Linked DNA regions of Drosophila melanogaster: region 1 is linked to region 2. A link is a contact called in public Hi-C data. All regions are on one chromosome and are shown on one strand. The core of a region is the stretch at or near the end of the contact, and the rest is flanking DNA. Distances in the headings are between cores, read along the strand shown. Region 1 holds the start of CG31886. Region 2 holds the start of Sema1a (Semaphorin 1a).

Region 1 (3,081 bases), core at 473-2,972, 420 kb before region 2:
TTGTGCGCAGTATAAATGAATTCCTTAACCATCACAACTTGCATGAGTTGTGCCATAATCTTACACTGAAATCAGTCAAAATGGTGTTGCAACGAAAGGATAGAAAATTATCTAGTGGCAGCACCTATAGAGCATATTTCAGTGCCAACCCAAATAATGCAGAATTTTCCACAACTATCCGCTACGCTAATAATCGCCAAGAACTGGAATATATAAATGTGGAGTCCATAAACCGATTGAATAACTATCAAAATGACTCGAGTTGCATGCGAAGATTGCGAGGCAGAAAGTTTTGTATATGCAAGAGCCAAATACTAGAAAATCACAGCACTTCAGAGGTCACAAAATTAATACCGAATAAAAATAAAATAGATGATAAATTATATGAATTACCAGACATGCGAGAAAACGACCAAAACATTGAAACATTGAACATTGAAGTTATTTCGGTGTAACTAATGATAAATTTAGTTATCTAACTATATACTTTTGGGTTATAATCCAAGTGATTTGAACAATATAAGCTTAAAGCACTAGGTGCCATCCATATATCAACATTATTAAAACCAGGGTTATCTCAATTTTACCTTCTCAGGTAAACCTTGCTAAAAGCAATCACAGATAGTGACACAATCAGACCCATAAGTTACTGAGTTATCCATTTTACCATTATCCGGACAGCTCCCAGTCACTCTTGTTCTCGACTGGAATGGGACAATTTCATTGTTTAAAAATTTAATTGTTATCTACTTCAGCGTGCATACGTATGTACAAGCCAATGCACAATATTCACAATATGTTTCTACTTTGACTTATATACAATACATTGACCTATAAAATGAGAATAATTTCTTAAATCTACAACCAATGTAACACCTAGAAGCAAATAATGTCAAACCCATATTGAATTCAGCCTGCATTTACGTTGCAAAACTTTCCACCCTTACAATAAAATAATTGACAGTAGATAAGATTAACAGTGCTGTAAATCCCTAATTTATTTGATATCTAGAACTCTCAAGTCGCTTATACTAAGCGGGATGCGTCAAGAAATAATTTTATCTTTGTTTGCATGTAGGTGAAAAATGACAGGTGTCACACAACACTGAAGAACTTTGTCGTCGGACCCCGGAAAATAAATCTTATATCTTATATCTTTATACAATGCTATTAGCTATGCCATTAGTTTGCAAAGCGGAAATGAAAGCACTTATCTAATTCTTGGGACTGCGGAAGTTGTGTTGGGTCCCATATTATATATCCAATCAATATGTCGAATCGTCAGATAAATTGATACTTGTGCCCAGGTTGAAAGCCAGAACTTCTGCCTCATGATTGGCCGCTTATCATTTGAAAGGCTATGTTTTGTCTACTTATTAACATTGTTTACTAATTCATTATGATAATGGGCCGTCGGCGACTATCAGTATCAGTTCAGATGAGGACAGGCACTCCCGAGGCACAGTGGCGTAATTTAAAGTTTTCACTATTATATTTATATAAATTATATTGCAGTTTATTAGGACCTAAAATCAATAAACTATAAAGTATTTATAAAATTGTTTCTTTTTTTTAGATACCTTTTATTGAATTCGATTTTCGCAATGTTTTTTTTGATTTAATGAACCAGTGTGCGACGACTGTTTGCACTAAGCGTCATCGTTATCCCAAACAGTTGGCTCTGTCCCGATTTGGATTATATTCATTTCATTAGTTCGCTGCGATAATTCGCAGCCGTCGGTTCAGCTCTGTCTTCATTTTCACTCCTTTAAAGAAATTTAATTAAATATCCAGCATGTCCAACAAAAAGATGTTCAACAGGACTACGTCAGTAAGTCCTGGACAGTTGCATTATTATCACACGGATTTCTATTACTCAATGCCGGATTTGCATAGTAAGTATTGGGGGGAATTAGATGCAAGTTGTCCTTTTATAAGTTAAGGACATTTTGGAGCTACCATATATATGGTTAACTTATACGAAAATCTAAAAAAAAAAAAATGAAAGTGAAGCTTTAAAAAAATGTAAACTCCAAAAATGTATTTATTAAATAGGCTGAAGCCACCAAATATAAGTCATCAGAAGTTTTTATTTCTCCTATTTTTTTATTTTAAAATACATATATTAATTCCAATAATTTTTCCTTAAACTTAAATTAATTATATGTAACACATGTTTTATTTTTTTTTCAAATACTAAACAAATAAATGAAATTATTAAATAAATATAATAAATTCCTAATCCTCCCTACTTTATTTTTCTCAATTTAAGATTTATGTTCGTCACAATCATAAATTCCCGCCTTCAAGTTAGCCGAGTTGCAAACCTACTTTTTCAGCGCAGCCAACTTCACTTCACATGAGTTTCCCTAGTAGTATTTTTCTCGTTCTCTTAAGAGAGAGCAACCACTCAAACAAATCTTAATTATATTTCACTATAAGTCGTAACATTTCTTCTTAAAATAAGAAGAATAAAACCGATATTTAATTTGAATGAAAACCAGAATAACAAAATCATTCTAAACTCACAATTTTTAATAAACTTAGCAAATATATTTTTTATACGAAGTTGAATTTTTTACAGTGCACGCTTAAAACAAAGAGCACAGAGAGCGTCTACAGTTGTTTGGGGTTAAAATTTCCACTCAGTCAGTTTCCCGTCTCATTTCTTGGATTGCTTTGTAGTGAACTGAATCGTTTTGTTGGTTCCTCTGTCGTCCAGTCTTGTGAAAATTTCGTGATAATAATGCCTGGATAAATATTTAAGCATTTGGAAAACGGGGGAAAAAGGTCTAAGTTGTGTGAAGGAGACAATTGAAGTGACCCTTTATTTATAAACATTCCACGACGTGTTTCGAAAACAAACAAAGATATGCGGAAACAAAGTGTTAATAAAAGAGTGAAAAATAGAGAGAGTGTCGCGATAAGCGGTTGAGCGAGATAGAGAAAATTGTTGATTAAAATGTGTGTCAAAATAAAACATCAAACCGCTTGAACGAACAGTCAGTTAGTTGCTTCTGATAATAACCATGGGAAGCGGCACGTGTGCTTCGCTCCTCGGACTTATAAAATATTTAAACG
Region 2 (2,739 bases), core at 201-2,700:
GTTTATCAACGCGAAAGAAACATTTATATCCTTGTCGAATATCCGGAAATTAACAAGAAAATATCTTGAAAAATAATATTTTACAAGAAACCAAATTTCGTTTTATGCAGCGTTTCTACCGGCGATTTATCCAATATTTTTGTTTATTTATTAATGCTGTTTTCAGATATTTTCCAACCGGAGCAACAACGCGCTGCAGCAGCGCGGGCGTTAAATTTTCGAATGAAAAGGGAACTCGCACGAAAGAGAGTTCAGTCTCAAATGGCACTTTCTCTGGCGCTAGGGCATTTTCCGCGCGTTAGTGCGTTTTCCAGCGCTGACTGCGAAGTCGCGAACGGTCACTTTTTCGGTTCTCTTTTTCTCTCTCCTCTCTTCTCTTAACAGCTGGTCAACAAACAATATGCAAATTAAAAAAAAAAACAATAAGGATAATTATTTTATTGACCTAAATATTAAACTAAGAGCGTGCTACTAAAAATTTATATAAAAATTGCAGGCCATAACACCATGTTATTTATATTACCGAATTTTATTGGAAAAAATGTTGTCTATGGCAAATTGAAAACATTAAAAAATATTAATAAATTTTTATCTAAAATTACTCAAACGATAAAATGCTTGAGCTCTTTTATTTGTTCACGCAAAATTGGAAAACACATACACGGTTAAGTTTCTTATTTCATAAACATATTAGTTTCTTGTGTCCTTTAGAAGGAACACGCTTAAAGAGAAATTTTAAAATGAGAGGCTCTCTTCAATAAGCCCTCTCCTCTCACTATTTCCTTTTCGTTGACTGAAACTCCCCCTCAATATAATCGGCCGCTTTAAACTCTTATTCTCCCTCGCGATACTTAAAATAATTAATTTAGTTATTCAAAAAAAATCAAGAATATTTTGAAAATTATGGAAAATACATAGTTTCAATTCAAATAGAAAATAGAAATAATGTTTGAAATTTCCGTCGTTCCGCTCTCAGTGGGCGCGGGTGAGACTGCGCCTGTCAAGGGCGTTTGTGTACGAATTTTGAATATCAACAATCTGAGGGCACGTGTAGAAAAAAATTTTTAAAAATTATATATTAGGAGAACACTTCTATAATCAGAAACCATATTTAGTCACCAAAAATAGTTCTTCTCGAATAATAAATACGTTTGGTACCTGGTACCTAATTGAAACCTGGCAGCTCTACACTCTTTTCCTATTAGGTTCTCTCTTAAAACGCGCTCTCTGTTTTGCCGGCCGTTTATATGTATTGCTTTATTTATAATTTACAATTTAACCAATTCACTTGGACACGCTTCTTATTCATATTTGTTTAATTCACAACTTAATAAATTATTAGGGCACTCTACGAAATATATTGTTTATGTTTTTATATGAGCACCTTGCAAATAAAACAACTAGAATGTTTTGTTGTACAAACAACACACACGCCAATACGAATGAAAACTGGTCGACTAGCGTTGCCATTGGGAATTTCTACAGCCAGTGCTACCATATTGGGTGGTAAGCTAAATGGGTCCGGCTTACAGTTACCCCTTAACAAAACTTATATACCCGTTGAAATGTGTTTCATTATATATCACTTCCAGGATGACCTAATTAAATATACATGTTTGACGTTTTTTTAAGCTATATGGTGCAATTTTTTATTTTAATTTGTTGGTCTGAAACATGTATTGCATTACTTAAATTTTGAAATTAAAAAATTAAAAAATTAAATTAATAAATTAAAACAATCAACAAAAAGTAATTTTTACATCTCTCCCCGACGGGGAATTGAACCCCGGTCTCCCGCGTGACAGGCGGGGATACTAACCACTATACTATCGAGGATGTTGTCTACCCACTGTCAAACAACCGTCTCGAGCTTGCACACTGTCTTCAGAGTACAAATGGGGAACAGATGAAATTGAAACAAGCATTCACACTCCGCAAACGGAAAACCCGAGTTTGACTCACTTTGTATAACATCCTCGATAGTATAGTGGTTAGTATCCCCGCCTGTCACGCGGGAGACCGGGGTTCAATTCCCCGTCGGGGAGATAAGTGCATTTTTTTTCAAGCTCGCATTTATTTCTTTTAAAATGGTACAAATAGATATCGTTTAGATTTTTATAAAGATTTATTAAGTAGGATCTTTAATCGCTGTTTTTTGTGGTAAAATACAATTTATTTTGTAATATCAATCATTAATTCAAAATGAAGTACATCTGAATACTGAGGAATTGTTTGGACAAGGTCATTGCTTAGAAGATAATACAGAAAACGCATAAGCAGGTACTAAAGGCTAATAAATTTAAAACATTAAAAACATGGACAAAGTGATTAACAAATAAATATGTATATCTGCAGTGCGACTAGTCAACCTGCTTGCCCTCGTCGCGATTTCGTTTGAAGGACACGGAATGAATAAGTAAGGGCGGTAGATTGCCACGCAGCATCTGGAGTCGTTTGCTCTTCTCCTTCTCTGGCCGTCGCAGTTCGTCCTTGGAGGACCCGGGCGAGGCAGAGGACGAGGCCATCGATGGCGACATGGAGGCCAGTGAACTGGCGCCGGGCAGCACCTCAGAGCTCTGGGTCAATAGCATGGCAGATCGACGGAAGTAGCGCGGCATGGAGTAATCATCCTGTGTGGCCCGAGCAGCATTCGCCGTTTGAATGGAATAGAGACTCTGCGATACCCGGTACTTCTCAATAGTGGGCGTGTCCTCGTAGTTCTTAGGCAGATTACTGAAC

Evidence for each region. A called contact is a pair of places that touch in the nucleus more often than the background predicts.
Region 1: a Hi-C map of the Kc167 cell line shows a contact between it and region 2, with 4 times the contacts expected there. The contact joins the promoter of CG31886 here to the promoter of Sema1a in region 2. A contact is called at or near these places in 7 of 107 Hi-C or Micro-C datasets (the Kc167 cell line, the S2 cell line and embryo) and 4 of 6 datasets of contacts at active chromatin or transcription factors (the Kc167 cell line and the S2 cell line).

What each region holds. Positions count from the first base shown.
Region 1 is chr2L:8,957,692-8,960,772 of dm6, reverse strand. It overlaps CG31886, which reads left to right and starts at 1,722. Exons shown (of 2, transcript NM_001103659.3): 1 at 1,722-1,895. The coding sequence starts at 1,796. It overlaps CG9525, which reads left to right. Exons shown (of 2, transcript NM_001273341.1): 2 at 1-1,518. The coding sequence ends at 455.
Region 2 is chr2L:8,540,858-8,543,596 of dm6, reverse strand. Sema1a (Semaphorin 1a) reads right to left here and starts at 1,450. Exons shown (of 22, transcript NM_135399.5): 1 at 1,385-1,450. CG17834 reads right to left here. Exons shown (of 6, transcript NM_164827.2): 6 at 2,158-2,739. The coding sequence ends at 2,361. tRNA:Asp-GTC-1-4 (transfer RNA:Aspartic acid-GTC 1-4) reads left to right here and starts at 1,974; the gene lies at 1,974-2,045. It overlaps tRNA:Asp-GTC-1-5 (transfer RNA:Aspartic acid-GTC 1-5), which reads right to left and starts at 1,836; the gene lies at 1,765-1,836.